Regions from separate parts of the Rattus norvegicus genome. Here region 2 is linked to region 1. The links are chromatin contacts, called in public Hi-C maps. All regions are on one chromosome and are shown on one strand. The core of a region is the stretch at or near the end of the contact, and the rest is flanking DNA. Distances in the headings are between cores, read along the strand shown. Region 1 has its middle 53 kb from the start of Xkr5. Region 2 overlaps Mcph1 (microcephalin 1).

Evidence for each region. A called contact is a pair of places that touch in the nucleus more often than the background predicts.
Region 2: a contact with region 1 is called in a Hi-C map of liver, with 2.9 times the contacts expected there. The contact joins two enhancer-like sites. A contact is called at or near these places in 3 of 12 Hi-C or Micro-C datasets (Schwann cells, liver and mammary epithelial cells).

What each region holds. Positions count from the first base shown.
Region 1 is chr16:77,628,511-77,632,153 of GRCr8, forward strand. No RefSeq gene overlaps it. Among named protein-coding and RNA genes, the nearest start is that of Xkr5, 53 kb to the left of the region's middle. Within about 2 kb of position 2,076, at least 17 of the 93 cell types and tissues checked have an H3K27ac peak or open chromatin away from gene starts, as enhancers often do. A contact at or near this core is called in liver, where this site is marked.
Region 2 is chr16:77,780,034-77,783,438 of GRCr8, forward strand. All of the region lies in intron 12 of Mcph1 (microcephalin 1), which reads right to left. Among named protein-coding and RNA genes, the nearest start is that of Angpt2, 9.0 kb to the right of the region's middle. Within about 2 kb of position 2,003, at least 6 of the 93 cell types and tissues checked have an H3K27ac peak or open chromatin away from gene starts, as enhancers often do. A contact at or near this core is called in liver, where this site is marked.

The DNA of each region.
Region 1 (3,643 bases), core at 826-3,325:
GGCTGGTCAGAGGCCAGTGGAACTGTTCTCACAGCACCATAGACATCACGGATGGAAAATGTGCCTCAGTCATCCCATTCAGTCCCGGGAAGGGCATTCTCTAACGGTTCCACACACAGCCACAGAGGCCACACATCCGCCCTGTCCCAGGAGAGATCTTGCAGTCAAACGGTTTCCCCAAGTTGTAAACTTCCCCTCACTCGCTTTCTCATTCTGTTTCAAGAGGGTTATTTTTAACGAAAAGAAAAAAAAGTTAAGGAACAGTTCATGCTTCTCGTCTTGTAGAGCACGACAGCCACCTCCTTCCTCAGAGCTGATGTGACGCTTGCCAGGAGACCCCCACCAAGATAGAGCTTGTAGACATTTGGCATTCTATAGAAGAAAGGGCTGAAGACATCCACTTCTTCCCACACTCCAGGATATTTGTGCACAGTTCTGTCCTAACAGTCTGTAGCCTTTCTGTCTCAGGTGGCATTAGTGTTTATGACATGTGGAAGTTTACTGGAAGTGGGTAGGCTCCATCTATTCAGCTAAGGGAGTCACAGTGCATGTTGGAGCAAGACTTCCCATGGTGTGGAGCTCCTCCCAATAACCCCTCATCTATCTCCGTAAGTAAGCCCAGTAATCTTATTGGTTCCCCATGTTGGAGCAGCGCTTTGGCTTGTCATGGACAACCTCAAAGGAGAGGATGCCCATTTATATCTCCCAGGGAAAGAGTTCCCGATCTGAGCCTAAAGATGACCGTTTCCTTTTCAGGAAAACGAGCCTGCTTAAGATCTGCATTTGGTTCCTTGAACGAGTGACTTGCGTTGTCTTCAGACGTGAATATCGAGAGAGAACACATTTGTGCAGAAGCCCCGAGAATCACAGTCTGCTTCGTGGACATGATGCATGGACTTCCTGCTTTCAAGGGTCTGTCATCACCTTCAGCAGCATGCCCTAACGGACCTCTTCTCCAGGCCTTCTTAAAAATCTTGCTGCATGTAATCTTGTGCATTCTAGGGAGCCAAAAGGATGCTAGCAGGACTGTGGATTTCTGTGAGATGTGTCTCAAATGTCTATGGCTTCTGTACCCACCCCGATGCAGCAGGACTCAAACGCTGGGCTCTGCGATTACTCTTCTCTCTGCAGTTCTGTCCACTCAGCTGTGTCTCTTGTGACTCTCTTTTGCCTGGCACCCGAGCAGATCATATAAGCATTTTCCCCCCACAAAATAACCACTAAATCCCTACGCCATGTGTCCTTGAGAAAGGAGTAATCTTGCGTTCTCCAGAAGGCAACCTTTGTGTCTGAATTAAGAGAGCTACTCTAAGACACTAGAGTTTGATATTTGTGCATGCAGATAATTCTGATTGTAGGACCTTTCCCCCTTCATTCCCACAGCCTTGGTCTTTGCAGGTGGAGCTGGGAGGCTCAAAGATCAGGTGATCAGGGACAAGCTGGCTGGCCCTATCCCTCCCTGGCTACCAGGGATATATGCACTGACCTGGGGAGTTTCTACCATCAGGAGCAGAGCTGATGGAAAGTTAAGATCTGTGTGTGTGTGTGTGTGTGTGTGTGTGTGTGTGTGTGTGTGTGTGTGTCTCAAACCATCCTGAGGAAACAGAGCAAGTACTTCTTTTACAGAAGGGTGGGCCACACTCGGATGTAATCACATATGCCTTCAACCTCAGCACTTACAAAGCACAGAAAAGAGGATTTCAAGGTCAAGGTGAACCTGGACTACATAACAAAACTCTGACTCAGAAAACCAAATAAAAATCCTAAAAGAGCCTAGAGAAGGAAGAGTTGGCTGGATAGGAGCAGCAGTGCCCTCCCCACAAAGGTGCCCGCCAGAAGGGAGGGCTCATTGAATACGGTGGTGAGACGCACGGGGTCTGCTCTTTTCTCTCCAGTGTATTATTTTCGCCTTTGGGTTTTTTGTTTTGTTTTGTCTTGTTTTGTTTTGTTTTGTTTTGTTTTGTTTTGCTTTGCTTTGCTTTGCTTTTGTTTTTGTTTCGCCTTTGGGTTTAAGCCATTGATCCGGAACTATTCAAAAACTTAGATGACAGCTTTTCCTCCGGCCACTAGGTGGTGCTAGATCCCCGGTTGGTATCCCACTTCGACTGCAAAACTAGAAGCGAAGCCCAAACGCAGAACTACAAAACGAACAGAGTGGGGGAGAAAATGTCCTGAACCCTAAAGCTGGTCTTGAAGTCGTCCCAAAAGGAAACCCCCCGGTTGAAGCCCTTGCAGCAGCCCCTCGTTCATGGGTGTGCGTTCCATAGGAGCTCCACTCGGACCCTTCTCTCCGGTTTCTCTTTCTGTGTGATTGGCTGCTCTCCCTCACAGGAAGTCAACGCTGTTTACTGCTTCTGCATCCACAAAGGGGCCTTTCCCTAGAGATGGCCAAAGGTGGCTCACTCACCATGATTACCAGGCTGACTGTAAACCCTTCAATACCAGCTGTCCTCTGGTGGCAGCCCCAGAGGGTTTGGGGAGGTGGCTTCATTCACTGCCTTGGGGAAACTGCCTTTCTGGGCATGTTTACCGTGAATTCTGTCTGGGGTCAATGATATGGGCCGCAGGGTAGCCTGGCCGCTGAGAGATCTGTCACAGAACAGGCTTCTAAATGGCATCATCAGGCTTCTGCCATCCCAGGACAAACAGAGGACCGGGACATAAAGGAAAAGGAACAACAAAGACGGTTTCCCTAGGAGCTATTAAGGTCTGCTGTGCGATAGAAAACAAGTTTTGCCCATCTGCCTGAAAGCACAGGGCTGAGTGGTCTTATCTCCAGCTTCCCCTCCCTCTCTCCCTCCCTCCCTCCCTCTGAGGTGAAAGACCTCACCAACCCAAGTGTAAATAACAAGGATGAGGAGGGGGGTGGGAGCGAACAGGTGGGAGCCTTCTTCTTACCCAGCACAAAGGGTCTGACCAACATTCCTACCACAACAGAGTAGAGATTGGCAAGAGAGAAACATAATAAATTTACTTAGTGACAGATTTATGAGTGCCAGAACCACAGAGAATGAAGCCCCAAAGACTGTGGGGGAAATCCTTTAGGTTTCTGTTGCCCTTTTGATGAGGGATGGGCAGCCACATTGGAATGTGATTGAGTCCAGGTCTGACCTAAGGTGGCAGATAGAGGGAAAACCTTCAAACCCTGCAGCATCCCTTCCTTCCCACCCAGCTTAGAGGCAGGACACCTCCAGGTTCTAGGCTCCCTTGGCGGAAGGAGAACTAGTCTGTAGGTCTTTTGATGGGAAGGGCGGGTCAGGTGACAGAAGACAGAAAGACCAGACTCCATTGTTTTGGGAATCTTTCCTGGGTCACCCTGGCTGCCCTGTTAACTCAGCTCACATCCAGGGAAATTCCACCAGGAGCCAGTCTCAGCTGGTGTTGAGTGCTGAGAGCCCCTCTCCCCTCCAGGAATCCCTTTTGTAAGGGGAGGGACAGCACCTGCGGTCCAGTCAGCTCAGCAGTGGTCACAAAGGCAACTAACTCCACCTGAGGCAGCCTCACCTTACAGCTCTGGAGGCTGTGACCGAGTGACACAGCCTGCAGGACACACACAGCTCTGCAGCTCCCTTACTCCTCGTCTTAGTTAACTGATAACCATAGGTTGTGTCAAGTTGACATTAAATAAGCCAGCCCAACCAAT
Region 2 (3,405 bases), core at 753-3,252, 150 kb after region 1:
ATCAAGTGGCTAGTTTGGTGGAAGCACATGGTAATGTCCTTCCTAATATGAGTTGTTTTTGATGCTGTATTAGTTCAACAGCTCAATCACCACAGCCACAAAACTGAGGAGCTTAAGGAACAGGAATTCGTGTGCACGTGGCTTTGCAGGCCAGAATGCCCAAGGCCGAGGTGTTGGTAGAGATGGCCCCCCATGGGATGACTTAGGATGGTATCTATTCTGGTCTCTCCCAGGTCTCTGGAAGCCGGTGGCTTTCTTGGAGTGTTATTACCTGGTCTCTGCCTCCAGGGTCACACGGCATCTTCAGAGGATGTCTCTGTCTCTCCATGAGCATCTTTTTAAAAGGTACTGGCCATACTGAATAAGGGCCACACTATTTCAGTATTACTCCAGCTTCATTCGATATACCCGAATCACCACAGCTGCAAATAAGGTGACATTCTGAAGCCCTTGAGGAAAGGATTTCTACTTGATTTAGAGGTACTACTATCCAACCCTTACCAAGGAACCACAAATGACAAATTAGTGCAAAGGTATAAGGCTACGTAATGCATCATGCACACGACATCTGGAGTCTACGTTGAGTCATACGCAATACCCCTTGGGCCCTTTTACTTTTTTACCAATTGGACTGTGTCTTTTTTTTTTTTTTCCTTTCTTGCCTATTTCTCCTAGAGCAGAAACGATAGCAAGGGATAGCATGCCAGAAGCCACAGTCTACCCTGCGTGCCTTCGGTGAAGGACCGTTGATGGGATTAGTTTTAGTACTGAGCATAAGAAACGCTGGCTACGGCACTCTGAGTACGGGACAGCTTCTTTTTATGCATGTCACATAAGGACACCGGTTAAGGCTGCTTACGGAGGTTAGCATTGACTGGGAGATCCGAGACCGTGGTGTGTAAGTAGCAGCCTGAGAGATGGCTCTAGCGGGAGCACAGGGATGCTGTGAAAATGCATCTGTGAGCTTGCCCCGTGAAGGCTCTGTGTGCTGCTTTGTTATTTCTTCTGTCTGCTGGCTTTCCCCGTGGCACAGGACTGCTTGGGTCCTTATTACTTTTGTCTGCGAGCTCTTGGCTGCCTTATTAAGAAACTATCAAGTTATCTTGAGAGCTGTGGTGAAGGTACAGAAAGAATCCTCACCAGCTTTTACCAAACCTGGGATGGGGAGAACTGACATCACCAGCAGAGGGTGGCTTGAGAAAAATTATCACGGCTGTGCTCCCACCTTCCCCCGTACTAGATATGTCTGATAGTTTATTATTGTCTTATCATATGCTATGGAAGTGACTCCAGCATTTAAAGATGTTTCCCTCTTACTCCTCATTCTCCCCAACAGACACACTATGCTCCTGGGGATGCAACTCAGGGCTTTGCTCACAGCAGGCAAGCACTTAGCAAGTGGTTTACACCTCCTAATCAGCATCCTAATTGTTTCAGGTGACAAACATCCCCAGTCCCAATCTCCTCACAGCAGTCACTCACACTGATGCCTCCTTTCTCTTGTCCTCTGTAAGCCTCACATTAACACTGCAAGCTCAGGCCGCCATGTCTGCCCTGAGGGACCTCAGCGGTGTCTTTGGCCTCCCTGACTCTACCCCCTTTCACTCCCTTTCCATACTTTACCCAGGTACTTCCCAGATCAGAGTGGGTTACTACTCCACTGCTTTAAACTCTCCACAGGTGGCCAGGGTCTGACTGCTGGGCTGGCTGCACTGTAAATCAATCCCCTCTCCATCCCTTTCTTCAGCTACGGTTATGCGCTCTTAATGCCGATACAATTTGTGTCTTTTTTTCATTTCAAAATAACTTTATCAGTGTGGTTTGTAGCTGATCTCAGTTTAGGTTGCTCTATGGGGCAGGTTGGGCTTGGCAAATAGCCAAGCAAATAGCCAAGTCAACTTTTTGACTAAGCAAATAGTTGGGATCAAAGTCAACACTGAAGGCATTCCAGCAGTCCGGTTAGCCTTCACCTGCTTTCAGGACGTTCCTGGGGGCATGAAGTTCACCATTGGTGCCGCCAAGCAATGCCTTTGGCACAGCACCACTCAGGTTCACTAGAGTGGAGTCTTGCTTCAGGCAGCTGGACCCCAAACTCGACTCTTGAAGACTGACAACACAGACTTCCGTCACAGAGCCACATGGCTCGAGCTGTGCACACTACACACATGAGCCCGCATGCACCGATGTGAACGCTCTGTCTGTGCTGTGCTACTTTGCACTATGACTAACAGCATCCAGGTCACTTACCAGGTGAAGCTGACCTACCCCTTAAACTGCTTTAGCGTTCCTACTAATGACGTCAATGACAGTTCTGTCGGTCACTTCTTAGGAGACCAGTAGAGGGAGCAGGTGAGTATTAATAGTGGGTTTAATACTAGCATTTTGTAATAGGTACAGTTTCTTGCACTGTTCTGTGGGCCTAATTTTTTACTGTATCCAAACAAGACTTTGTGGCGTACAGACTAAAACATATAAGGTCATTTAAAGGCATCAGGGGTTTTGGAGGAAAGTGTACAATCTCTTTTCTGTAATCCTATTAGACTAGTTAGCATTCTAGGCTTTAAAAGCAGTGCTGCATTTTCCCCTCGAGGGAGTCGGATATGAGCAGCGTTGTATCCCAGTAGTGCTGTAACCACGCCCTCTGTGTGGTCTTTGTCCAGTTGGTTTCCTTGTATTTCCTCTTTTTGGTCACCTTTTGTTGACTTGTGCCCTTCCTGGAATGGAAACCTATGGCAGATGTGGTAGTGAGTGCCAGATCAGGGGCTTAAGGCAGAGTTTGAAAGAAAGGCACAGAGTATACAGGAAGATAACCAGGAAAACCTGGCCACCAAGAGACAACTGGATCCGTGCCGGGACAAGGACAGCAGAGGGTCCTTTACCTAAGCAGAGCATCGTAACTGTTCATAAGCTTGACTGTAACTTTTATTCTCAACTATTTGTCAAAGTTATGCTAAAGTTTTTCAAAAATGACTTTTGTCCATGTAAGTCCATAATGGAATGTAAGTTCCCACAGACAAGAGTTTTCATATTAACGCAGCCAGATGGACGGGAATACAAAATGAGGGTCATGTGCATTTTTTAAAAAATAACCTTGACATAAGCCATTTATTTATGTTAACTTATAACCAAGAGAGATAATATATCTAAATGGGAATACTCTTTATGACATTTTTATTTCCTTTTAAAAGTTTCTCAATAATTAAGATAAACATTTATAAATTTATATTAAAGGAAGATTAATCTAGATGGCATTAAGCCACTTCCAAGTGAAAACTAGTCTGTGAGAGATGCAGACAGTTCACTAGAATGGCTATGGAGGCTGGACACAGTTCTTGGTAGGTTCCAACTCTTGAAAGTGTGTCAGAATGGACTTAGGAACAGTCAATGTAAAATTTTAGCTAGTAA